6 separate regions of the Mus musculus genome follow, and all the other regions are linked to region 1. Evidence: chromatin contacts called from public HiChIP or PLAC-seq and promoter capture Hi-C data. All regions are on one chromosome and are shown on one strand. The core of a region is the stretch at or near the end of the contact, and the rest is flanking DNA. Distances in the headings are between cores, read along the strand shown. Region 1 holds the start of Phospho1 (phosphatase, orphan 1). Region 2 holds the start of Ankrd40 (ankyrin repeat domain 40). Region 3 holds the start of Mrpl10 (mitochondrial ribosomal protein L10). Region 4 holds the start of D030028A08Rik (RIKEN cDNA D030028A08 gene). Region 5 holds the start of Copz2 (coatomer protein complex, subunit zeta 2). Region 6 holds the start of Nfe2l1 (nuclear factor, erythroid derived 2,-like 1).

Region 1 (4,183 bases), core at 1,185-3,684:
CAGTCACTGCCTATATCTCCAACTCTGGGGGATATAAAGCCCACGGCTTCCGTGGGTCCCTGCAGGCTTGTGCACATATACACCATACACACACAGTTGAAAGTCAAACAAATCTTTAAAAAACACTAAGAGTGTCTATGTTTAGGCCTGAGACTACGTCAGAGGTAGGGCAGCTGTCTAGCATGCCCTCCAACACTGATACACTTATTTCACAGAGTTGGAGGCACGGCACGGGGGATCATCCCCATGATGGAGCTAGAAGGTAGACCAGGGCAGGAAAAACTCGAGATCATTAGTGGGGGCCAAAAGTCATCTACCAGCACTCTCTGACTGTATCAGTGAATTTGGAAAGGAGGCTGAAATTTTGCAAGAGAATCAGATTTTTTTTTCTTCCAAGACAGGGATTAGCTCTGACTATCCTGGAACTCACTCAGACTAACCTTGATCCACTTACCTCTGCCTCCCAAGTGCTGAGATTAAAGGTGAGTGCCACCACCAGAGCCAGCAAAAAACAAACATCTAAGGCCTAGAGGTGTCAGTGTCCAGATTAAATCCTGGGGTCTGGGTCACAGTGTTGAGTAAAACAGACATGGATCGATCGGGTGGTGGTGGCCCAATTCTTTAACTTCAAAACTGGGGAGGCAGAGGCAGGCTGATTTCGGAGTTCAAAGCCAGCCTCATCTACAGAGCGAGGTCTTAGACAGCCAGAGCTCCACAGAGAAACCCTGCCCTTTTGGAAGACAACAACAAAGGCAAACATGGTCTCTGCCCTCAATTTACTTAAAAAAGAGTAAAAGTGACAAGGGAGAGGCGCAGTATGAGGTCATGGGTAAGCAAACTGGGTTGGAACTCCAACGCTACGGTTCATCAACTGGATAGCCCAAGCAAGCTGGGTTAGCTCTTCCCAGTTCGATTTCTTCAGAGCCTCAGTGGCATCATTTTGGAAGGAGAACAAGGATGGGAGCATGGATCCAGACATTCAAATCTTTCCAGCCATCTACCCACTCCCCTCAAGTACACCTAGGGCTGGTTTAAGAAAGGGCATAGTGGCACACATGCCTTTAATCCCAGCGCTCAGAAGGTAGAGGCAGGAACTCGGGAGTAGACCGTCATTCTGGACTATACAGCAAGGCCCATTACTAGCCTGGGCGACAGGAAACTGTCTCAAAGGGGGGGGGGGTCTGGGGGGCATTGGAGGGCCGAGAACAGATACAACACAGATGATGAAGGCTGTGTGAGCCTGTCTTTGAGAAGGGTGTGGAGATGAAACTGCTTCTTTAAGAGGAGGGATTGCAGGGTGTGGGGACTCGGGCCTTTAATCCATCAAATTGGACATGGAAGCAGGAGATTTAGGAGCTCAGGGTCGGGCCTAGAATAGGTAGCAACAAATTATAAGAGACCCACCCTCCCACCCCGACTCAAGATAAAAGGCCCAGGGCCTGAGCACCGCTAGGTAGAGCTAGGTAGAATAAACACCGGTAGCCCTTGGACTTCAGGAAAGAGGTGAAGGGGCGCTGGCGTGTTAGAGAGGGAGCAGGGGCAATGGAGACGTCGCCCTCAAAGATTTGGGCGGGTGGTCCATCGTATCGGCAACTTTTCTGCCAATCTGCCTTCTGCTGGTGGAAGCACGGAGCTCTGGTATTCAAAGCTAGAGGATGATAGGAGAGTTGAAGGTAGACCCAGGCCAGGGTGCACCTCCTCACCCACAGATCCTGTTCTGTGACTGAAGTGAGGTGTCCTTGTGTTCGAACTCTTGGACAAGTCTTTTCTCCTGGGTTCGTCGCACCGGTTCAGAAAGTGCAGGTTTCACCTCCTCTCTTTTAATCGTAATCTAGTGTTCTGAGGGGTGGGAAGGAAGGGAAAGCTCGCCAGAGAGGAAGAGCGGGAACTTGGGAGAAAGCGGGTTTTATTTGCACCACAGTGCTCAAGTGTCGGTTCTCCAACTCCGAGTTTAGGCGGTGCTGGATTGGGAGAGCTTTTCCATCGGCAAGCCCGAGTACCCGGTAATTTGGGGACAGGGTTCCGAGGACTCGGCAGGATGCCGCGACTCCTCCCGGAAGGGCAGAGGGCGAGCTCGGAGCACATGGAGGGAGGGCTGCTTGGCGGGCCGGTCACCCGGCTGTCCCGCGACAAGGAGGGAAGCCGGGCGGTGGAAGGGCTGCCTGCAGAGTCCTGGCGCCGAGCCCAGCAGGAGGCGGGCAGTGTGACACTGACTCACGCACGTGCCCACGCGCACGCAGAGGGTGCCCCGCACCCACGCTCCTCGGACGGGACGCGCCACGCTCCACCCGTCCCGCCCGCCCAGTCTCACGGCCGCTCGCGCGGCCTCCGGGACAGCCCGGAGGCGTGGCTCCCGGGCAGCCCGCCCCTTTGATGTGCGCCGGCGCCACGGTGATTGGCTGGGCGCTTGTGACGTGCGGGGACTGCGGTGGGCCCGGGTGCTGCGGCTGCCGCAGCGCCCGCCGCGGCTCGGGCTCTGGCTCCCCGGCATTTAAAGGGGACGCGGCGGCGGCCCCGAGGATGGGGGGCAGGTGGAAGGGACGGAGCAGAAGCACATCATCCACAGTCCCTCGGGGCTGGAGGGATTCGTGAGCCGGAGCTCAGAAATCCGGGGGTGGATAAGACCGCGTACCCCCCAAATCCCGTAAGCACCCCTTGCTCCATCCTGTCCCTAAATCCCTTAAGTAGCCCCCTTCCCACTACTTCCACTCCAAACTCAGCTGGGACAGACAGCGTGACCGCTGCTGCCCCGCATGAGTCTTGGGCTCCGGGAGGACCGCGATCTAAATGTTGGGGTGGGGGCTGTGTGTAGTTTGAGTGTGTTTCATGTGCTTGGTGGTGGGGTAGTCCCAGGGGCAGAGAACTGAACCCCCTCCTTTCCCAGGTTAATGGTACCCAGTGTCCCTTCATCTCCGGGGACTGTCATAGCTCCCCGCCACCCACAAGTCCTTCCTTCTCCCCGAGCTACGCACCCCCCGCCCGCATTAGAGCGAAGCGCCCGCCAGCTGGGGGTGTGCCAGAGTGCCTGCTTTCCAGTCACCTCTAAAAATATCTCTCCTGCTACCCCACCGGCAGCTGCCATCTCCCTGCCCCTACCCAGTAAGAATCACCTCTGCTTGTCCACCCCAGGCAGGGGACCCCAGAGGTGACGCCTAGTCCCAGATTCCTCACTGGCACCGGGGCGCAGACTAGCTAGGACAGGGAACATACAGAGCCTCCGGAGTTCAGGTAATTTCTTCAAGAGGCAGTAGAGATCCCTGAGTTTTAATCCTATTTCTGATGCTGTGTGATGTAAGCTGGACCTCTCTGCACCCCCTCCCTTGCCCATTACGGGTTAATGAACAAGAAAGGAGTTTGTGAAGTTGCGAGTGTTGGGGGCAGGAATCCTAGCTTAATTGTCAGATCTAATTTCTAGTGATGGGCATACTTATTCTTGAAGCAGAGAGGGCTTGACAGTTTTTAAGTGCTCACCCCCACTCTCAGTCTGCATGTTTCTTGTGGAAAACTCCCCAAACTTTCCTATGGGCTCTACCCTCTCCCCCATTAGGAGAATTTCAAGCTTAGACTTAAGTTAGTGCACACACACACACACACACACACACACCCCTACCCCGACTTCCCACAGATCTAACCTAAAAGTATTTGTATCAAAGGAGCAGGCAGGGGCTGTGATAGGGAATCAGGGCTGCAAACATTGATCTTAGATGAGACTAGAAAAGGACTTCCCTCAGCCCCCAAAAGTTTGCCTCCTGGCTGCTCTAGCATGTGGGAGAAACTCAAAGGTCCTGTCCTGTTCTCCACGGGGACTCTGGTGGTCACACAGAATTTTTTGTTGCTTTGTTTTTCTAGACAGGGTTTCTCTGTGTAGTACCGGCTGTCCTGGAACTCACTCTGTAGACCAAGCTGACCTCTAACTTAGTTTCACCTGCCTCTGCCTCTGCCTCTCTGCCTCTGCCTCTGCCTCTGCCTCTGCCTCTGCCTCTGCCTCTGCCTCTGCCTCTGCCTCTCTGCCTCTCTGCCTCTCTGCCTCTCTGCCTCTCTGCCTCTCTGCCTCTGCCTCTCTGCTTCTGCCTCTGCCTCTCTGCCTCTGCCTCTGCCTCTGCCTCTGCCTCTGCCTCTGCCTCTGCCTCTGCCTCTGCCTCTGCCTCTGCCTCTGCCTCTGCCTCTCTGCTTCTGCCTCTGC
Region 2 (4,183 bases), core at 524-3,023, 1.5 Mb before region 1:
GTGCTGGGATTAAAGTGGCTGCCTGGCTCCCTTTTCAGTTTTATTTGTTTTGTTTTGTTTCCATGTGCATGTGTTTTGCTGGCATGTATGCATGTGCACATGTGGATGCTTAAACCTGAAGAAGTCAGAAGAGGGCATCTGATCCCCTGGAACTGGAGTTACGGATGGATGGTTGAGAGCCACCATGTTGGTGCTGAGAATCAAATCCTGGGCCTCGTTTACAAAAGCAACAAATGCTCCTAACTGTTGGCTTATCTCTCTAGCCCGATATAATTCTTTTAAGGAAAGAAAATTTAACAAACAAAAAACCATGAATTTTGGAGCGCACCTAATTTAATGTCATTGCTGCTGTTTGACTTTGTTTGTTACCACTCTGAGGATGAAACCCTGTGCCTTGTTTGGGTAAGTACTCTTTCACTAAGCCAAATCACCAGCCTGCTACAATCTTTTTAAATTGCCTTTAAAAAAAAAAAGACTGCTATTTCTTGTCCCTCAGACTGTGTTAAAGACTGAGTTTCAATGCCATTCCCATCAGCCTCAGATGGAGCACTATGTTGGATCCGAGAATTAAATTTTAAACTGTGGAAACAAATCCAAGTGTAGGCTCAAGCCGCGTTCCAATTTGCCACCGGGGTCAATTTAAGTGTTTAGTCAGTTGATATTCATCACTCCTGGTGTGCAGTGTGTACTGTGTGAATTACTGTATCATAATAAACAGACGTTGCTTTTTCTTAAGCAGTAACAAGACAAATGCATGCTGTGTGCCCTGGGCAACCCCGAAGAATGGAAATAAAGACGCTATACCTAAAAGTACCCCTTCCTGTTTCATCTTGGCTTTGTTCAGGCCCTCCTCTCTGCCTCCCCAGGGTGTTTTCCTTAATCTTTTCACCCCATCTGCAAAGTTCTCACCAGTGCCACATCAGGGATCTCTCCAAGGCACCTGAGCTCAGCAAAACAATATTTTCTGCTTGTCCCATTGGGTAGTAGAACAGTGCCAACCAAGGCTCTGAGCCTCATTAACTAGATTAGGCATGGAGTACTGCACACGGCTGTTTATGAACACACCATAGCTCTACCCTCAGTGCCTGGAATCAGGACTAGGATGACAAAGAGCTCCCCCCGCCCGCCCGCCCCCGCCCCGCCCCGCCCTCCGTCTTTCCTTAGATGACTTTCAGAATAATTAATTATAATTTATAAGCTATAACGAGTTGCATTTTATAAACTAGAATCAATGTTAATCTTCATGAAAGCCAAGTTGGAAGAATTTCTGTCTAAAACCGATAAAGGGTAAAATAAAAACAGTAACAGCTGAAATAAATATTCTAGCTGAATGGTCCCAAGCACTGACAAAAATAAGAAAGAACAGTGTCATCTATCTCTGCAAATAATGGGCATATTATAGTAGGATCCTTTTCAGCCCATTTCCCGTCCTGCTGGGTAAAAATTGGCTCAGATGGAAAAAAAAAAAAAAAAAAAAGAGCTAACTAATCTTGGGGGAGTGGGGGTGGAAACCCACCAATTATTTTTAATGCCTGCTAAACAGCCTGCTCCTGAGGATAAGGCTTTTCTGGCTCTCAAACGACAATGTCGGATCCCTCCGCCTCGCAACTATTCCTGTGTCTGTCCTCCTCGCTGGAAGCTGCCGGGTGGGAGCTCTAAAAATAGCCCATGAATCACAGCAGATAATCCAGTGCGGTGGTTACATAAACAGCCGGCCGGGGCGGCGGGGCCGCGGGTGGGAACGAAAAGTATCTAGGTCAATGTTGTCACACCGAATAGGGTCCCCCGGAGCCGGCCTTCGGAGGCGCGGTGGGGGAGGAGGCCTGGGCCTGCGGGGCCGCGAGCAGCCAGGGAGCTGTCGGTGGGCGGGCGGGCGCACGAGGCCCTGGGCCGGGCGCGGGCGGAGGCGCGAGCGGGGCGGGCGAGCCCGGCGCTCCCTCCCCATGGCCGGGAGCCGGCCGCGGAGGCGGCGGCGGCGCTGACAGGCTCGGGGCGGGGCGGCCCGGGGCCCGGGGCCCTGGGGAAGATGAGCGCCCTCCTAGAGCAGAAGGAGCAGCAGGAGAGGCTGCGGGAGGCGGCGGCCTTGGGGGACATTCGGGAGGTGCAGAAACTGGTGGAGAGCGGGGTGGATGTGAACTCGCAAAATGAGGTCAACGGCTGGTAAGTGGCGAGCGGGGGAGGCCCAGGGTTCAGGGCTGCGAGCTCGGGGCGTGGAGCAGTCAGCCGTGACCCAGGACGCAGGCGAAGGTGACGCCTGGTGCCCCAGGCCTCTCAGGTCGTGGCCCTTTCGAGACTGGCCCCGATCTCCCATTGCCTGGTGCAGTCAGGAGCGCATCCTCCCCAAACCATACCTTCTTCTGTGGTTGACCGCGGCCAGCGCCCTCCGGGACACTGGAGCCCACCCACGCCACCCCCCCCCCGCGCGCCCCCTGGCTCTAACTTGGCCCAAATGGTGATGCATAGAGGCTTTGATTCTCGGCGACTCTGCTCTGGATTTCATCAAGCTTGAATTAGTTTGCCATGGGCGCTTCTGAAGAACACTTCGTGCAGAGATGAAAGCATAAGCAACGAAGCAAATGCCAATCTTAAAAAACCAGCACGGTTTCTTTAGCCAAGACCAGGAGAAAAGGAACAACTACAAAACCCTCGCCACTTGCATAATAATTCTGCCTCAGTTGTTTTAATGCCACAGTGATTGGCTGTTGCCTACAGCTGCCTGTTGAGGGGAGACTCATTTGTCTGCCCTGTAGAGTGTTTTGTTTGCTTAGTACAATTTCCAATTAGAGAAATTTACCCAAGGCTTTACAAGTCGGCTAGCAGATCTGCCTCCTTCCCAATACAGAGTCTGTCTCATTTTAAGATATGAACAAATCTTTAGTTTCTTTCTTTTTTTTTTTTTTTTGGTTTTCGAGACAGGGTTTCTCTGTATAGCCCTGGCTGTCCTGGAACTCACTTTGTAGACCAGGCTGGCCTCGAACTTAGAAATTCGCCTGCCTCTGCCTCCCAAGTGCTGGGATTAAAGGCGTGAGCCACCACGCCCGGCTAAATCTTTAGTTTCGAGTTACTGAATGTGGTATTTCTTTCTACCCTTTTTTGACATTTTACAATTAATTTTTTTTAATTCAGGTAATGCTTATCTAGCCTCTTTTGCCAGTTTAAAGTTAAATTTGAATTTTAAACCCCCCAGTAAATCGAGCCATACATTTTGGAATGGAAAGGGCACTGGAGATCATTTGAATTCCAGAGAGTGTCTTGCCCTGATTGCACAATTGTCAATATGATAACAGAGTCAGAAATGAGATTTCCTAATTTCCTAAGAAAGCTGTCTGACTCCTTTCCCTAAAGAAACTAGCCTGGATAGCTGTCCACAGCCTGGAGACAGTGGACACTAATTTCTAGTCTTTTTTTTTTTTTTTTTGAAGCATTTGTAGTCAAAACACTTGTAGCTGTGTTTGCCTTGCCATGGCGTCCAAGAGCTGTGAATTCCTGTTTTGGCACTGGGAGGCGGTGTTTTACAGAACAATGAGCCTGGTCTTGCTGCAGGTTCTGCCTGCCTAGCTGTGTGGTCTTGCCTGAGTTACTTTGTTTTCCAGGTCTTTCAGAAGTGTTGTTAGTATTTATTGAGATGAAAAATAGCTACCAAGTATTGAACTTGCTCTATGGCACAGATGTGGTTCTAAACACTTAACCTATCTCAGGGTAATCAGGAGATATTGTTATTTTTCTCCATCTTAAAGATGAAGAAACTGAGACCCCAGGAAAATTAAGTAAACCATTCAGTTTTTAAAAATGCTCCTAAATTACTAAATTTGGGATTTAGTGGGTCTACATGACTGTTAGAGCTGAAAAAGGAATCTGACATCTGAGTCCCTCAGCACAGTGCCTGCCATGTGCTAGATATACAGTGTATATCAGGTGAGTTTGAGGTGACATGATGAGGCTTCCTATAGATTTAATTCCAGCTCCAATCTATTCAATCCAAGAGTGAATTCCTAGATTCCCTTTATCCTGCCTTATGCTCTTGGCCTAATGCTTTCAGCTCTTCGCATCCTGCCCTCTTATATGAACCAAACCACAAAGCTTGGCACTGTCCTTGGTCCCTGTCTTTCCTTCACATCCACGTACCGTCATCCAGTTCTGCTGCCTCTATGTTCAGATAGAATCTGACTACCTCTCACAAGCT
Region 3 (4,183 bases), core at 528-3,027, 1.2 Mb after region 1:
CCAGTGAGCTATATCCCCAGTGGAAATTCATTTCTAACAAGGCAAGCTCTCAGGCGATGCCAAGCAAGACTATGCATGGTATGAGTGCTGGAGAGAGGGCTCAGAGGCTGAGAGCATCACTGGCTGCTCTTCCAGAGGTCCTGAGTTCAATTCTCAGCAACCACATGGTGGCTCATAACTATCTTTGATGGGATCTAGTGCCCTCTTCTGACATGGAGGCTGGAATGAATTGTACACATAATAAAAAAAAAGAATGTTAAAAAAAAAAAAAGAAGCCGGGCATGGTGGTGCATGCCTTTAATCCCAGCACTCGGGAGGCAGAGGCAGGCGGATTTCTGAGTTCGAGGCCAGCCTGGTCTACAAAGTGAGTTCCAGGACAGCCAGGGATACACAGAGAAACCCTGTCTCGGAAAAAAAACAAAAACAAAAAACAACCAAAGAAAAAAAAAAGAAAGAAAAGAAAGAAAAGAAAAAAAGAACATGGTATGAGGAATTGCACACTTGCAGAATGTAGCTGTAAATAAGGTTGGTTAATGCTATTTGGATTTTACTCTGGCTGTAGTAGGTTGTTGAGGAAGTTTCTACCAGGGAGTAATTAGATTTATCATTTATAACAATCAATGGTGTAACAGCAGTATGGGAAGGCCAGACTGGGAACTGGGCGGAGAATTTTGAAGTTTGCTAAGAGGTGAGGTAGTGACCTCCAAGGCAGCTGAGGATGTATGAAAAAAATCGTCTTCAAGAAGTAAAAACCGCTGGGTGGTGGTGGCGCACGCCTTTAATCCCAGCACTTGTGAGGCATTGGCAGGTGGATTACTGATTTCCAGGACAGCCTGGTCTACAGAGTGAGTTCCAGGACAGCCAGGGCTACACAGAGAAACCCTGTCCCGAAAAAAACAAAACAAAACAAAACAAAAAAAAAAGTAAAAAAACCAACCGGAAAGTAATACTGATTAGTAAGTGGAGTAAGTAAGGAGAGAAAGTTTCAAAGTCAGTACAGCTCAGCAACCTGGACGTCACTGTTCCCGCCTTCTATCACCCCTTTCTCTCCTGTCCACTCACATCTTTTCTGACAGGTCTTCATCTCCAGGGAAGGTCAGGTTCCGCTTGGTGATAAGGGCTTCAGTAATGTGGACACCTTCCTCGGTTCTCTGGGCAGCTTTCTTAGCTGGGGAAAGATGAGCCTTTTGTCGCCTTGGGTTCATTTTTTTTTTTTTTTTTTTTTTTTTTTGGAAACCCGACCGACCTCACTGTTGCCCAACTGTTCTGTCAACTCACCTTCCTGCTCGTCTCCTGGCATGATCTAAAATAAACAGCGGCTGCTTGAGGCAGGTAGATGGACGAAGGCGAGCAGAGAAGCTTAGACGGTTGGGCTGGTTGAACCCAGGTTGGAGGGAAGACTGAGGAGACAAGGGCAGGGGGTTCTGAGAATTATTGGGGGTGCGGTGGAAAATAGGAGTAAATGGGAACGAAGGATCTGGAGTTAGAGGTGTGTAGCGTGGCTTTACTGGCCTTAAACTGAAAGGACCAGAAGGAATAGAAAGAACCGTTCCTTGAGGTCTCGCGTCGTTGCTAGGAGACTGGACGCCAGGTCTGACGGAACGGGGGGAGGGGGGGAAGAGGAGAAAGAGGCCCAGCTCCACGCATGCGCATAGCGGCCCTATCAGGCGCCACGCCCACTATTTCCGGGCCCGGGTTTTTGTTTTTTTTTTTTTTTTTTTTTTTTTTTTACTGCTGCCCCACAATCCTTAGCTACTTCCGTCTCCGCGCAGCGCGCATGGGAACTTCCTGTAGCGATGGCTGCGGCGGTGGCCGGGATCCTCCGTGGAGGTCTCCCGCCCCGGGCGGGTAAGGAGTGGCCCAGGGCCTCCCTGCACGCAGGATGGCGCTCTCTAGCCCTCGCCACCCTCCTTTCCTTCTGACCTTTCCCGTAATCTCTGACCGTCGACAGCTCTAGGAGACCCTGCCACTAGCCGGATCTCTGATTTGACTGGGTCATTACCTGCCGGTGACATCCCTTCCACAGCCCCTCCCCCCAAGCCGGGAATCACAGGACCTCGCTTTGGATTTTTCTAACCCTTCGCTCAGTTCTTACTCCTGGTCCCGGAGAGTCCTTTCCAGAAAATTTATGTATTCCTTCTTAAGGTCTTAGCCCAAACACAGATTCAAGTCTTCTCTCAACTACCCTCTCTCCATAAAGAGCAGGTTCTTTGGTGAAATTTACTTTTATCAATTCAGTCTAGTTTTGTTTATGCACGTGTCTCGTCTGATCTGTTAAACTTCACTGTGTCCATCTCAGCTGTGGTGTCTGCTGTTAATAGGCATCAGGCATTTAATGGGTAAATTTGACACCATACTGTAGGATTGTACTCATTGCTTCAAAGCAAAGGCACCTTGGGAGGAAGGCATTATTTTTATTTTTTAAAGAAGTATTTACTTTCTGTAAGTGAGTACACTGTTGCTGTCTTCAGACACATCAGAAGAGGGCATCAAATCTCATTACAGATGGTTGTGAGCCACCATGCGGTTGCTGGGAATTGAACTCGGGACCTCTGGAAGAGCAGTCAGTGCTCTTAACCGCTGAGCCATCTCTCCAGCCCCATCTCATCCCAAAGGCACTCGTAACAGCTCTTGTGGCCCTTAACCATAAAACCTCTCACCCTGGCAATCCTCTATATTACCTGGAGTCTTCTAGCTGATCTTTTCCCTACAAAACGACGCTATTGGTCTTTATGTTAGGGTTGAAAGAGTCACGTTGGCTCAGAGCTTTGAAGAATGTCCTTGGGTGCAGAGGGGACCTTCCAAGCTTTTCCTATTATCATCATTTTGTGCTATTGGGCACAAAAAGGTCAGAAGGCAGCTTGCGTGCCTCTTTTTCTTTTCTCCATCATAGGGGGATTCCAAGGGTTGTGTTTAGGTTGTCAGAGTTGGTGGGAAGTGCATTTATTGCACTGGATTAGTCGTCTCGCAGGCCTTAGTTTTGCAGTTTGAGTCAGGGTCTCATTAGTGAGGCTGATCTTGAACTCGGATTTCAGGTATTCACCATCTGACCTGAAGAAAGACTCCTTTGGGCGAATTGTGAGGTTGTTGTGTTTTTACCCCCTACTTGCTTCAAGTCATAGGAGCCTCAGAGCCGTGGGATGAAGCCATCATTAGCACGGGAAGAGTTTATTAAAATACAACTTTTTGGACCCCACCACCGAGTTTCAAATTTTATAGGTTTAGGGCAGGCAGGAAAGTATGTGCACTCCCACACAAAGCAGATGTTGGTGTCTTGATGGAGGTCTTTGTGCTTCAAGAACTGCTGCTTTGAGTGAGGACTGGCATGGTTGGTCATGGTGGTGTTCTTTCATTTGCTCTGTTTTTCTTGCTTGCTAGGGATGGAACCTCGGGCTGGGCAGGTAGACCAGTTCTGTACCTCTGAGTTGCAGTCCCAGCCCGGATGACTGTTTTATGAATAGTTTTACTGGAGCACGGTCTCTTTGCTTTACATATTGTTTGTGGCTGCACTGGTTTCTGGTTGGTTAGTTGATTTTTTATGTCTTAGTACCCCCAGCCAGCCTGAGCCTGGAACTGAGAGATGCCTCTATCGCCGAAGCCCTACGAGTGAAGATGTGCACTGCCATGCCCAGCTTGTTTCTTCATTTTAAAGAATACTATCCCACAGTGTAGCACTGACTGGCATAGAACTCAATGTGTAGACTACTCTGGCCTTAAACGTGGGGCAGCCCTCCTGTTTTCTGAGTGCTAATTTATATGCATGTTCCACCATACCTAGGATATTATTATTACTAATTTATTTTGTGTGTTTTGATTGCACATATAAGGTATATTACATTTCTGCCTGGTGCCTGCAAGTGTCAAAAGAGGGCTTTAGCTCCTCTGGAACTGAAGTGACAGACAGGTGGATGTGAGTCATCATGTGGGTGCTGAGAAGTGAACCCAGGTTCTCTGTCAGTCAAAAAGTGCACTTAACCACAGAGCCATCTCTCCAGCTCCAGCCACGTCCAGGCTTTTATGGCTGCTTTTAGCAGGGTTGACTGACAAACTATATGAACCCCCAAACTTAAAATATTTATTATTTGGCCATTTAAGGAAAGCGTTTTCTCAATCATCTCCTCATATGCTTTGATTATTAATTTAGGCTCTGCTTTGCTTTTTGAGGTGGTCTTGTACCTGGGAC
Region 4 (4,183 bases), core at 838-3,337, 1.1 Mb after region 1:
AGAGAGAGAATAGGGCCTCAGGGCCAGTCCCAGCAGATATAGCTCCAAAAGTCAGGGCTTGAGCAGATAGGAGCCTGAGGGAGGCCAAGGGCCATGAGGGGTGAGCAGATAGGAGCCTGAGGGAGGCCAAGGGCCGTGAGGGGATACATTAGGGATGGAGATGTATAAGGAACTGCATTTTATCACTAGAGAGTATTCAGTGATCTGGCTTTGGTTTACCAGTTAAGGACTGGTTTACTGGGGCTCAGAGAAGGCTGGCTTTAATAGCGGAACTAAAGATATAATAATGTTGAGAGCACTTCCTAATCTCCATCTGGACCCACCCACACAGAGGCCCCAGGCTGTGTGTACCTGGTGCAGGTAGCCACACACATAGCATTGGCTTCTCCTATGTCCGGACACTGAACAGCCTCGTCAAACCAGGAAGCAAACTGCTTCATGGGATCCAGAGAGGTCAGATGAGTCTCCTCGAATGCCTAGAAAGAGAGGTTGATGTCAGCGAATGAACAATGTTTACTCTGTGCCTGGCAATGGGCTGAGATGTTTTTCAAATGTAAATGCATTTAGCCATCATAATGATGACCATGAGAGAAAGAAAAAAACACCAACCAAACAAAACACTACTCAGGAAGTAGGTTCTATGTCCATTTACAGATGGTGAAACAGGCATAAAACGGCCCAGTAAGTCCCTGAGTCTCCTAAGGAGGAAGGGATGAACCAGGGCTGGAGTGTGCTGAAGTTCCTGTGGGTCACCTCATTCTTTTTCATGAAGTAGTTCTAAGGTTTCACAAGAGCCTACATCTCAGTCAAGCACTCCTGCAGATGTTCACGGATAAGCACACTTGGCCACTGTAGCTCTGGATCCCAATCCCAGAACTGATCTCTTGGTCCCTGACCTGAGTGGGGAGAAGATCATGATGAGGGAGGTTAAAACGAAGAGCTTCCAGGTTAGCCTTGAACTCACTGTGTAGCCGGACCCTGAACTCTGGATCCACTGTGCCTAGTTCATTTGGTGCCAAAGGTGGAACCCAGAACCCTCATACACACCAGGCAAGACTCCACAACACTCAGCTACAAGCCCAGCTTCCGCTCCTTTATAAATTTATATCACGTTTATGACTGTTTTAAGCATTTTACAAATGCCTAAATATAGACTGGTAAAGACATCTACCACGAAACCTGACAACCTGAGTTCATTCCTGGTGACCTACGACATGGTGGGAAAAAAAAAAAAACAAAAACAAAAACCAAAAAACTCCTGAAAGTTGTCGCCTGTCATACATGTATAAACACATGTACACTCTAAATGTATAAAAATGTAAAAAATGAGAAAACCCCCAAACCCACAGCATCCTTGTGAAGTAGGTATCACCACTTTACAGGTGGATAAACTGAGGCCCAAAGAGCATAAATTGTCCACAGCGAGACAGTCAGAAAAGGGCTGGGTTCCAACACAGGTGGGTTCTGATGTCAAGGGGTCTATGAGTACACGTTAATCCACGGTTCCCCTGAGGCCCTCCCCAGTAGCTGTCTCTGAAACCCTCTTCTCCCATCAGGGTGACCCCTAAATCCCGTTGCCTTGTAAGTGGCCCCTGAAAGCACAAGGCGCTCCTCCAACCCTTTGCTAATTTAGGGACACCCCCTTTCCGTGTCCCGGCGGCAGCGGCAGCACCTCTCGATCCCCGCGGTAACTCTTGCGCATTGGTCCCAGGTCCATGACTGCACCCCGACAGCACAGGTGACGGAGGTAGCCCGTCCACTTCGCAGGTCTCCTGAACGTCACAGTGACGCTCAGCAGCCCGCACGTCATGTAAGCAGTCGGCCACGTGACCCAGCGTCGCCTGGCCCTGGGTTCGGAACCAATTGCTCAGCCTGTGTGTCTAGCCTGGGAAGGAAGAATTTACTAGAGCCCCAGACAAGCTAGTAAGTCCTAAGTTCTCGGAACCAAGGTGCCTAGGATCAACCAATAGCTGTCCAGGACCAGAGCAGGGATCCATACCTGGAGAGCTTATTGGTTTGAGTTACCTGGAGCGAGACCAATTAGAGCGGGAATGAAGGAACCCAGCAGCCAATGGGCAGCGCCTCCAGGGGCGGGAGCAGAGAGACAAGGAAATGCTGTCACCGCCGTTTAAGAAGCACGTGGAGGTTTGTTAAAGGTATAGGGACAGCAGCCAAGGCGAGGGCGGGGCGAAGTCTCGGGGCTGGAGAGGAGAGGTCCGCAGTAAGTGGCCGGCCAGTGGCGGGCTACTGAAGAAGAACGTAGGGCAGGGATCCCCTCCTGGCGCAGCGGAGGTTGGAAGACTGGGCAAGAAAACATGGTTTGGGGGCCGGACTCGGAAGCAAAGGTGTTAGGGACACAGGGAGAGACTGAGGGAGAAGATTGTGGCTTGAGAGTAAGGAGAGACTGAAACTGCCTTGTAAACCGCAGGGCAGGTGCTGAGGGTCGTGGTGGTGGGCTGATACTCTGGGGACTGGGGAAGCACTCTGGGGTCAGGAAGGAGACTCTGAGGCGAGAAGGGAGTCAGCTGAATAGAAAGAAGACAGAAATTGGAATCAGGCTACCCCAGAGCAGAATGGTCTTCCCTTCTAACTTGTAACCCTTTCCTAAGGGTTGGGCTGGGCTCAGGGCATCCTATACCCAATGCAGTGGAGTTACTACTAGCCACTGCTCTAACAGATGGAAGGGCTGTCCCTTTCCTAAACCTCTTTCAACTTGGTTATTTCCTCCTTTTCATATTTCTTCTTGTTGTTGTTGCTGTTTTTATTTCTTTGTTGTTCCTTTCTAGGTAGTGGGAGGCATAGTTTTTGGCAATAGCCAGCCAAGGATACAGGGAACAGGTGCGGCGCCTGCACGCTGACTTCACGTGGTGGATGTCTGGCTGAGAGAGAAGTAGGAAATCCTCACAACGCTTCTTCCAGCTTTGATCTGCCTGGGGCAGCCCGTGGTGGAAGATGACTCTGTAGCCCTGGTGTCTACCAGTATCCGGAGTGGGAGCCCCAAGAGCCATGTAGACAGGCACCCAGCACTGTGCCAGGTAAGAGACCTTCTTGGCCTGCCTTGGTGTCTGCAGTGGGAACTCATTATCCTCTGTCTACAGCTTGAGCCAGCGCAATCTGCTGCACAGAAGCAAGAGGAAGGAAGCTTGCTGAGAAAAGTGGTGCATGCCTGCCGGTTGTCTCAGCACTTAGACTAAGGCCAGCCTTGGCTACATAGTAAACGTGAGGCTAGCCTAGAATTTTTGGTGCATTGTCGTTTTCTCCCATGAGCAGGATGGGGAGAGTCGTCTGGCTCTTGCAGTGGACTGTAGTAGTTAGTCATCAGCATCCCTTATAAGGTCCACTCTCTTTTTCTATTCCCGGGGCTGCTCTTTCTTTGGAGCAAGAGCTTCCTAGGTACTGAGACTTCCAAGACAGGATCATGAGCTGGGTGTGGCGCCACACAGCTGGGACTCCAGCCCTTGGGAGGCAGAGGGAAAGGATCATGGGATTAATACCAGCTGCACAGCCTTAAAAAGGAAAAACAAACAAACAAACAAAAAAACGAAAAACCAACCAACCAACCAAAACAAAACAAAACAAAAAAACCTCCAAAACCAAAAAACAAAACCACACAACAACCATGAGATGTGTATTTATATAGCCTATCCATTCAATAAACATTTACCAGAGACTGCCTTTAGGCTAGGCATTGAGCCAGGTCTTACAGTACCAAAGTGAAGGCCATAGCATGATTCCTGGCCACACTGGCAGGTCTGTGAGCCAGAGAGAGTCGCAGGTGGTTAGCATGGTCCTGTTAGGCAAAGGAAAACTGAACCGAAGGGGGCCAATCAGTGCAGAAAGGCTTCCTTGTGGGAGCCGACTGGAGATGGTCGGTCTTAAACATTTTTTTATCTTATATAAATGAGTACACTGTCGCTGTCTTCAGACACAGCAGAAGAGGGTATTGGATCCCTGTTACAAACGGTTGTGAGCCACCATGTGGTTGCTGGGAATTGAACTCAGGACCTCTGGAAGAGCAGGCAGTGCTCTTAACCCCTGAGCCATCTCTCCAGCCCTTGAAGATTGTCTTAAAGGGTATTTGCCAGATGGGCAGTGGAACAGGTGTTTAGGAAGAGGGAAGGTGGCCAGTAACAGCTGATGCATCTGGGCCCTTGGAGCGGTGAGATGCTGCTGAAGCCAAGTA
Region 5 (4,183 bases), core at 873-3,372, 1.0 Mb after region 1:
AGGCCAGAAAGAAAGTGTGGCAACAGACTGCAGTGGTGAGAGCCAGCAAGTGAGAAAGAGTAACCAGCAGAGCAGCCTTTCGATGAGTTATTATATTATTATTATTATATCATCACTGAAAATCTATAGACCAGGCTGGCCTTGAACTGCCTGCCTCTGCCTCCCAAGTGCTGGGACTAAAGGTGTATACCTATACCACACCACACCCAGATTATTATTATTATTATTATTATTATTATTATTATTATTATTATTTATTGAAACAGGCTCTCCCTATGCAGCCCTAGCTAGCCTAGAACTTGCTGTGTAGACCAAGTTGGCTTAAAACTCACAGAGGTACACCTGTTTCTGCCTCCTAAATGCTGGGATTAAAGGCATGCACCACCATACCCAGCAAAGTTTGTTTTTTTTTGTTTGTTTTCTTGCTTGCTTTTGTGTGTGCTAGCTTCTCCATATGTGCACCACATCTGTGGAATGCCCAGGGAAGCTAGAAGAGGGTGTCAGATCCCCCTGGAACCGGAGTTACAGGTAGGTGTGGGAACTGAACTTAGGTCTCCTGCAAGAACAGCGAACAGTCTTGACTATGGAGCTGTCTCTCCAGTCCCCTTGGTGAGGATATTCAAGATGAAACTTTCAAGCCACTAAGATCACTCGGTAGATAAACGCACTTGCCATCAAGCCAGACAATGTAAATCCAACTCACAGGACCTAGACGGTAGATGGAGAGAAGTGACTCCTTTAAGCTGTCCTCTGATCGCCACGTGAGCCCTGTGTCACACCCTCCCCTCATCAATAATTACTAAGTAAAATAAAAGCGTAAACAAAAGGATCAGTAAGAGTAATTGTTAAAAAACAAAAAAAGGTGAAAGTTGGAAAGAGAAGTCTTAAGCAGAAGGAAGTCTGGTGTGAGCGACTGTGATGTTCTACACTGAGGCTGTCAAGGGCAGAATGGGAAAACCCGTGGAACCCTCCTACCCAACTAATTAGCCCAACCAGCTTGAAAAGGTCACACGAAGTCTGACTCCTCTCAATGGGTATGTCTGAAAACACCTCCCTAGGCACGGTGACTTCTGACATACAATGAGAGCGCTGGCTCGAGTATAAGACACATCTGTCAGTGTTGTGAATGGCTGGCTGCCCAAGCACCAGTAACTACCTCACTGTATGTGGTCATACTCTGGCCGGGTTAGTCCACAGGCTCAAGCTGGACTTCAGGTGTGTTGTGACCCTACTGGCTTCATCCACCTCTGGGTCTTGAAAAATGTCTGGCGGAGGTGTCCTTCAGCCCATGGTTCTTTTCCCCAGGTACTATGAGGGGAAGCGGGGAACTCTTCCGAGTGGAGAGGTCTCACTGACAGGCTCTGTCTTGAGATCAAAAAGGTGACTTGAGGAGCTGGAGAGATGGCTCAGTGGTTAAGAGCCCTGGCTGCTCTTCCAGAGGTCCTGAATTCTATTCCCAGCAACCACATGGTGGCTCACAACTATCTATAATGGGATCTGATGCCCTCTTCTGGTGTGTCTGAAGACAGCGACAGTGTACTCACATTAAAAAAAAAAAAAAAATCTCAAAAATTAAAAAAAAGAGAGTTCTTCAGCACTCGGGAGGCAGAGGGAGGCGGATTTCTGAGTTCGAGGCCAGCTTGGTCTACAAAGTGAGTTCCAGGACAGCCAGGGCTGTATAGAGAAACCTTGACTCGAAAAACCAAAAAAAAAAAAAAAAGAGAGAGAGAGAGAGAGTTCTTTTTTAAAAAAGTGACTTGAACTATTTGTTCCAATGATACCTACTAGGAGGTCCTGAGGACAAAGTGAACCTAAACTGAAATTTGGGCTGTCCCAGAACAGCCACATGGAGACCTCTGTGCACCAAAGCCACAGGCGCCCTAGGCCAGAAGAGGCAGTAAGTGGGAAGAAAAGAGTAGGCTCTGGTTCACCTGAAAGACTGGGAGGTGCACAGAGGAGCCCAGAGGGAAGAATCCAAGTAGGGAGACGAGGTTCTGCAACGACGTGGGGGTCGGGCAGAAAGCTCGCCCAGAGAGAGAGGACGCACACAGAGGCCAGCCACGCAGGACTGGGCGGAGGGGCGGCGTCGCGGGGGGCGGGCACGGGGCGGGGCGGCGCTGTCAGTGCAGGCAGCGAGCGGAATGCAGCGGCCGGAGGCCTGGCCACGTCCGCACCCGGGGGAGGGGGCCTCAGCCGCCCAAGCCGGGGGCGCAGCGCCGCCCACCCGAGCCACGGAACAGCGGGTAGGGAGCACGGAGTGTGGGGTCCAGGGGCAGCAGGATCGGTGGTCGGGGGCAACTGATTTACCTCGGGCTTCTAAGCTGGGAACTTTGTGCCACCACTGCCCAGCCCCGGAGAGGGAGCCCGGGCCCAGGAAGGGGAGAAAAAGTTTGTCCTGGAGCGCACGGGCGAGGAGGCCTTGCCTGAGTGGAGTGTCGCAGGAGGGGCTGAAGTTCTGGGGAACTCGCCGCAGTTATAACCGACTTGGGTGGCCGGGATGGAAGCGAGATTCTGGCGGGACGAGGGAGGAGTGGGAGTGGCGAGGTGGTCTGGTTGGGTTCCCTTGCTCCAGAATGATGGCCGCGCGCATCTGGAACTGGGGGTCAGCTGGACATAAGGAGGCTCGTCGCCGCTGTTCCCCGGGCCTAGGTTCTGTGATACACTCCGACTCGGGCTCTGGAGCAGTCAGTGCATGACAGAACTTGGGCCCGGTAGGACCTTCTGCACCCAGCGGACTCAGCGCCCACTCCTCGGACCTGCAGTGAAACATCTGTCTGGGAGTGGAGTGGGCACCGGAAATGGTCCATGTGGCACGGGGTTGGGCTGGAACCAGCTATGGGTTGGGGATTAGCTGGCTCCATAGAGCCCTGACTCGGTGTCCACTTTGAGTCAGGGGTTCCTTTCCCTTGTCACTTTCAGGAACCTTCTCTCTACACCATCAAGGCTGTCTTCATCTTAGATAATGACGGGCGAAGGCTGCTGGCCAAGGTAACCCCTCCCCGCTGGAACCTCGAAGACAGTGCCATATGTCCAAGACAAGCGGTCCCCACCCAGCCCTTTTAACTCCACCTATAGGAGAAACTCTGCATTTTGGGTGGCAGAACAGCCCAGCTTAGATTCTCTAGAGGTCACTTTGTCCACACTATGCTTTATCAGTCTAACAGCGAGGGGCTGGGTGCGTGAGTGGGGATCCCTTCGGTTTCTTTCTCATGTTCCCTGGCGAGTCTTCTCCTTGTCCTTGTCCTGGCCAGCTGCATCCTTGGCGTGGGACGCTCCACCAAAGGGATCAGTGGATAGTTGAGCCTGCGTCCTAGGGATCTGAGTTCCTAATCCGAGTAGACAAAGTCGCCTATGTGTATTTCAGCTAGGTAAACACGAAGGACTTAGCATAATAATGTAGTAGAATCAGGTGCGATTGGGGAGACCATCTAGTCTCCCTCTTTCACTTCACAGATGTAGACAATGAAGTCTAGTGACGCTAAGTAAGTTGCCTAAGGTCACAGGGTTAGTCTCACGATTGCCACCAGGACTCAGGATTTAGATGTGAGGCTCAGGTAGTTTTCCTCGAACTCCCATTCAGTTATCCGGTATCCATTCTACATGGCCTGGGTGAGATGAGCTAAAACTACATTTAAAGCTAAGTTTCAGGGTAGATCAGATGGCTCAGTGGGTAAGGCTGCCAAGCAGCCTGACAGCTTGAGTTGGGTCCTGAGTTCACATAGTTGAAAGAGGAGCAAATTCCTCAGGTTGTCCTCTGACCTCTATTCTTGTCCCTCTACAAAACACACACACACTAAATAAATAAATAAATAAATAAATAAATAAATAAATAAATGTTAAAAAAAAGAAAAAGAAAAGACTATAGAAAGGAAGAAAAATGCCCTAAAATTCTGCTACCTTGAAGGCCAGGCAATGGTGCTTGCTTTGAATTCCAGCATTCGGGAGACAGAGGCAGGTGAATCTCTGTGAGTTTGAGGCCAGCCTGGGATACATAATAAGACCTGTTTCAAAAACAAATGCAAAAACTCAATAGTAAATAAATAAATAAATAAATAAACAAACAAGGGCTGGCGAGATGGCTCAGCTGGTAAGAGCACTGACTGCTCTTCCAAAGGTCCTGAGTTCAAATCCCAAAAAACACATGGTGGCTCACAACTACCACTAATGAGATCTGATGTCCTCT
Region 6 (4,183 bases), core at 610-3,109, 1.0 Mb after region 1:
TTTCCCCCCCTTCTCCTTCCTAAGGTTTATTTTCTTTGGCTGGAGCTACAGGTCTTTGTCTTGGGTCAGAGTGTCCCGCCTCCTCTGCACTTACCAGGGGGGTTTCCAGAGAACCCTGAAATGGGAATCACAGAACAACAAGATAAGATTCCACACTCTTCACTTCATGGTCAGGGTAAGAAGCTCGGGCAGAGAGTAGGAAACACGTGTAAAGGTTACTTTTACACGGAAAAGCCAAGCCAAACCTGCTGTGCCAACTATGAAAGGAAAAGGAAGGAAAGAAGCACCCTAAATACTAAATATTAAATCTGCCACACTTCCTAAAAGGTCTTATTTGAAGCAGACTGTGCGTGCAAGGCATTCAAAACTTTCTTACACTTTGTCTCATTTACCAACACTCTTAATAGAACACATTACCCAGTTTCTAATTTTAGCACAAGAAGTCCATTTCCTATCCTTAAAAAAATTTGGTTTCCCATGTCATTGTCCTTTCCAACTCTAAAGAGAAGACAGAGATTATTACTGAGAGACTGTGAAAAAATACATGAAAATGTTCAGGCCTCCATTTCATATGCCTTTTTGTTATTCCAACTTTTGAAATCTCATTTCCCCTTTCCTATCATTCTTTCATTCGTTAATTAATTAATTTATTTTTTTAAATAAAAGACCAGCCTAATAGCACAGGCCACTCAGAACGTTGAAACGTTAAGATCAGGGGTTTAAGACCAGCCTGGTTTCAATAGTAAAATAAAAGAATGTCCAGGACAAGGATACAGATCACGGGTGCCTGGTTAGAGGCCCTAGGTCCAATCCCCAGTATGGCAAAATAAAAGAACAGGGTAGGGTACAGGAGGACAGTGGAAGATTGTGGAGCCGTGCTCCACCTGGAATTTGAATTCACAGGTTTTAGCTTTATTCACATGACCTTCTGAGCCAAAGCAGAAGGATATGGCCAAGTTCTCGATCTCACTTGCCAAGTGGGGAGAAGGTAAATTTGCCTTCCCATTTCTGATTTCTACTTTTGAGCTTCCATTAAATTCCTAAACTCCTCTACTGTGGCCCACTATCAACTTCGCTCTAAAGGTGAAGTGGGAGCGACACGTAGGAGACACACACACCCACGAATACCCTCATTCGGTTGAGTAAACATCCCTGCTTTTGAAACCCGCCCGTCCTCGCGCAATTTACTACTAAAACTTCCCAAGAGCCACTTAAAGTTTGAGAGAGCAGACAAAGTTCTTCAAAGCCCACAAGGCCAAAGAGAGAGCGCTCCGGCCCCAGTCCGGTCCCACCCTGCCGTACCCGAGTCTGGATGAGACCAAGCTGCCATGCCCACTCTCGCCGACGCGCCTCCAAGCTTTCTGGGACACGGAGCGACAAGTGCTACTTTGCTGGCCTTGACCCACCCTTAAAAGCGAGCCTCACCCCGCCCTCCGTTCCCCAGGCCCCACCCCGCTCGCGAGCCCAGCCTCACCACGCCCTCCCATGCCCTCGGCCCTTCTCAGTCCAGCCCACCCAGGAACACGCTTTCTGGTCGGCCCCGCGTTTCTTTCCGGCCGTGTCCAGGGCCCGAGCCCGATCAAGACCCCTCTCGGCCTCCCGGGTCCCGCCTCCTGCTCCTCAACCACATCTCGCCGCCCCTTATCCCACAAGCTTTCGGCCCTGTTGCACCGCGGCTATCTCGTTGGGGAAGGGAATTAGAGCAGGTACCCGCTGCTGAGGTCACAGTCTGTCGCTGCCGCCACAGCAGGCCCTCAGCCCAAGTCCCGGCCTCGCCACCGCCGCCGTCGCCGCCACCTCCGGCCGGCCTGGAGCGCCCAGCCTCGGCTTCCCTCCCCGCCCCCTCCTTCCACTGCACTCGGAAACCCGCCCGCCACGGCCACCCCAGAAACAGTTGGTCCAATCAGATAGCCGGGACTAGAGTCGTCACCGGATGTCACTTTGATTGACAGCAAAGAAAACCCAATAGTCGAGTTTGTGTCTGCCCACTCGGCACAGTCCTCCCGAGACTGACGTGGAGAGAAGTCCAATGAGTGTGCAGGCCCGCCCCCCGGTATGGACCCACCAATGAGTGAGGCGAAGGCCCTAGTGTCCGGCATTCTGAACCTCTCCGCTGCGGGTTGGAGGTGGGCGGTGTTGTAAGTTAGGTGATTCTAGCTCATTGTGTGCCTAGGAATGCGGTCCTTTAAGGCAGATAATGGAGCATTGACGCCGGAGCCCGAGATTCCGTCCTTGAGGGTCCCCACGGTGACTTGTAAAAGTCCAGTGAGATCCGAGGGGGGGGCCGAGGCGGAGTACGGAGCATGTGGCTCTGATGGTCGCGACGTTCGTGTCGCCATCTTGAGTCCTGGCAACGGAAACCGGTACCCCCTGTCTGCCTTAGAGCCTGGTGTAACCTGTTCGTCAGGCAGGAAGGGTGGCATCTTGTAGCCCAGGCAACAGTCAGGTCGTGGAAACTGCGGGGCAGACGAGGGCCTTAGAGAAATGTTGGTAGTGTGATAGATAGGACATAGTAACTCGTTTTTGCCATCAAAGAAACACCGGGAAGAGCCCCTCCCCTTCCTCTAACCTCGCACACAGCTTAGTTTTTGCTTTTCAGGAACGTTCCATCGTTGCCAGAGTTCCCCATACAACTATAGTACCAAAACATTTTTTGTGACTCAAATATAAGTGTGCTCTCAACATCATTTATTAGATTCCAAATTACAAAGCCTTTGTGAGATTCTTGTTCAGTGACCCTGTGGTAGGGGCCTGATAACGTTCCCTATAAGTAATTCTGATACAGCTGGTCCGAAGACCACATGTAGGAAATCATTGTATTGAAGTTTGTACTGTGTAGCTGTGGGACAGAGGTGAGATGCCAACTGAGTTCTTGTCTCCTTTTAAGAGGCCATAATCTAGTTGACAGTTCATTATTCGCTGTCCTTGTGCAATTAAGGACAAGGCCAACTGATAATGCAGCAGATAAGTTCACTTCACGCTGTGCTAGGAGAGTTAGCACCAATATGGAGGGGTTCTCAGAATGTAAAGTACGTTTCACAGATATAATATGCACCAAGAATTCAACTGATTCTTACAAAAATTATTAAGCTACCACATACCTTTTTAAATGGAAACAAATTATTTTGAGCTAGTTAACACTTTCAAAGACTGTTTTTACTTCATCGTTTTTTAGTGTGTCCCAATAAATTACTAGAATACAAAATTTATGAAAACTAGACATTTGTGTATTAATTGTTGGGTCTTCAAAACAACAGGCATAGTGTCCCATGCCTTTAATCCTGGCACTCTTGGAATCTTTGTGAACTCAAGGGCATTCTCATGTACGAAGAGTTCAAGATCAGCCAGGGCTACAAGTGTTGGGTTTCAGAGGGGTTATTTTACTTTACAAAGTAGACCTGGCCTCCAGGTCCTCCCAGCATTCCTCAGTCCTTACCTGGCATACTCACCCTCTACACAGACTCCCCACAGGCTCTTCCCTGTACAATCCAGACATTTAGTTCTCTTGGCCCCTCCCTTCTCTTTTCTCTCCCTCTGCACTTGTTTCTCTTTCTCTTCTCCCCTCCCCTCTGTCTCCCTCCCCCTGACCTTGTGGCTCCGGACCAGTGAACTCACCTGCCTGGAAGCAGTTTCCCAATAAACCTGCTTACATATACCCTGATCTGGCTTGAGTTGGCTCGTTTCACCGCTGGAGAAATAATTAATCATCCAGAACAGGCAGAGCTACATAGAAAGTTCCAGAACAGCCAGGGCCACATGCATGCCCTTGCTCATAAACAAAACAAGCAAACAAAAAGTACACGGAAGCATGGAACCTAGATGTTAACTACAAAAAAGAAAAAAAAGAAAGAAAGAAAACGTGATAGAGTACTTACCCAGCGTGCAAGGGGCACTGGGTTTAATCTGCTGCAATAAACAAAAGGTTCTAGCAATAGAAAAGCAGGTAGGGGCTGGTGAGATGGCTCAGTGGGTAAGAGTACCCGACTGCTCTTCCTTTTTTTTTTTTTTTTTTTTTAATATTTATTTATTTATTATATGTAAGTACACTGTAGCTGTCTTCAGACACTCCAGAAGGGGGAGTCAGATCTCATTACAGATGGTTGTGAGCCACCATGTGGTTGCTGGGACTTGAACTCAGGACCTTAGGAAGAGCAGTTGGTGCTCTTAACAGCTGAGCCATCTC

The links. Promoter capture Hi-C pulls out the DNA fragments that hold promoters and counts their contacts. HiChIP or PLAC-seq counts read pairs in DNA pulled down with a chosen protein or histone mark.
Region 2: a contact with region 1 is called in a promoter capture Hi-C map of liver, with 5 times the contacts expected there. The contact joins the promoter of Ankrd40 here to the promoter of Phospho1 in region 1. A contact is called at or near these places in 4 of 39 promoter capture datasets (the C10 cell line, hippocampal neurons, liver and 1 more).
Region 3: a contact with region 1 is called in a promoter capture Hi-C map of liver, with 2.9 times the contacts expected there. The contact joins the promoter of Mrpl10 here to the promoter of Phospho1 in region 1. A contact is called at or near these places in 3 of 39 promoter capture datasets (the C10 cell line, hippocampal neurons and liver).
Region 4: a promoter capture Hi-C map of liver shows a contact between it and region 1, with 5 times the contacts expected there. The contact joins the promoter of D030028A08Rik here to the promoter of Phospho1 in region 1. A contact is called at or near these places in 3 of 39 promoter capture datasets (hippocampal neurons and liver) and 1 of 9 other capture datasets (liver).
Region 5: a contact with region 1 is called in an H3K4me3 HiChIP or PLAC-seq map of embryonic forebrain, with 5 times the contacts expected there. The contact joins the promoter of Copz2 here to the promoter of Phospho1 in region 1. A contact is called at or near these places in 4 of 39 promoter capture datasets (hippocampal neurons, liver and pre-B cells), 4 of 115 datasets of contacts at active chromatin or transcription factors (embryonic forebrain, embryonic hindbrain, neural tube and 1 more) and 2 of 9 other capture datasets (adipose tissue and pancreatic islet).
Region 6: an H3K4me3 HiChIP or PLAC-seq map of embryonic forebrain shows a contact between it and region 1, with 5 times the contacts expected there. The contact joins the promoter of Nfe2l1 here to the promoter of Phospho1 in region 1. A contact is called at or near these places in 7 of 39 promoter capture datasets (the 3T3-L1 cell line, the C10 cell line, the HPC-7 cell line and 3 more), 6 of 115 datasets of contacts at active chromatin or transcription factors (bone marrow-derived dendritic cells, bone marrow-derived macrophages, embryonic forebrain and 3 more) and 1 of 9 other capture datasets (adipose tissue).

What each region holds. Positions count from the first base shown.
Region 1 is chr11:95,822,066-95,826,248 of GRCm38.p6, forward strand. Phospho1 (phosphatase, orphan 1) reads left to right here and starts at 2,435. Exons shown (of 3, transcript NM_153104.3): 1 at 2,435-2,644. It overlaps Gm38958 (predicted gene, 38958), which reads right to left and starts at 2,346. Exons shown (of 1, transcript NR_164195.1): 1 at 1,890-2,346.
Region 2 is chr11:94,326,228-94,330,410 of GRCm38.p6, forward strand. It overlaps Ankrd40 (ankyrin repeat domain 40), which reads left to right and starts at 1,774. Exons shown (of 5, transcript NM_027799.2): 1 at 1,774-2,160. The coding sequence starts at 2,027.
Region 3 is chr11:97,039,805-97,043,987 of GRCm38.p6, forward strand. Mrpl10 (mitochondrial ribosomal protein L10) reads left to right here and starts at 1,778. Exons shown (of 5, transcript NM_026154.3): 1 at 1,778-1,848. The coding sequence starts at 1,797. Lrrc46 (leucine rich repeat containing 46) reads right to left here and starts at 1,565. Exons shown (of 8, transcript NM_027026.2): 1 at 1,279-1,565; 2 at 1,063-1,168. The coding sequence starts at 1,300.
Region 4 is chr11:96,942,059-96,946,241 of GRCm38.p6, forward strand. D030028A08Rik (RIKEN cDNA D030028A08 gene) reads left to right here and starts at 2,088. Exons shown (of 6, transcript NR_003293.3): 1 at 2,088-2,156; 2 at 2,787-3,035. It overlaps Pnpo (pyridoxine 5'-phosphate oxidase), which reads right to left and starts at 1,961. Exons shown (of 7, transcript NM_134021.2): 1 at 1,673-1,961; 2 at 352-476. The coding sequence starts at 1,810.
Region 5 is chr11:96,847,754-96,851,936 of GRCm38.p6, forward strand. Copz2 (coatomer protein complex, subunit zeta 2) reads left to right here and starts at 2,123. Exons shown (of 9, transcript NM_019877.2): 1 at 2,123-2,243; 2 at 2,920-2,988. The coding sequence starts at 2,142. It overlaps Mir152 (microRNA 152), which reads left to right and starts at 2,640; the gene lies at 2,640-2,712.
Region 6 is chr11:96,828,109-96,832,291 of GRCm38.p6, forward strand. Nfe2l1 (nuclear factor, erythroid derived 2,-like 1) reads right to left here and starts at 1,860. Exons shown (of 5, transcript NM_008686.3): 1 at 1,711-1,860; 2 at 1-115.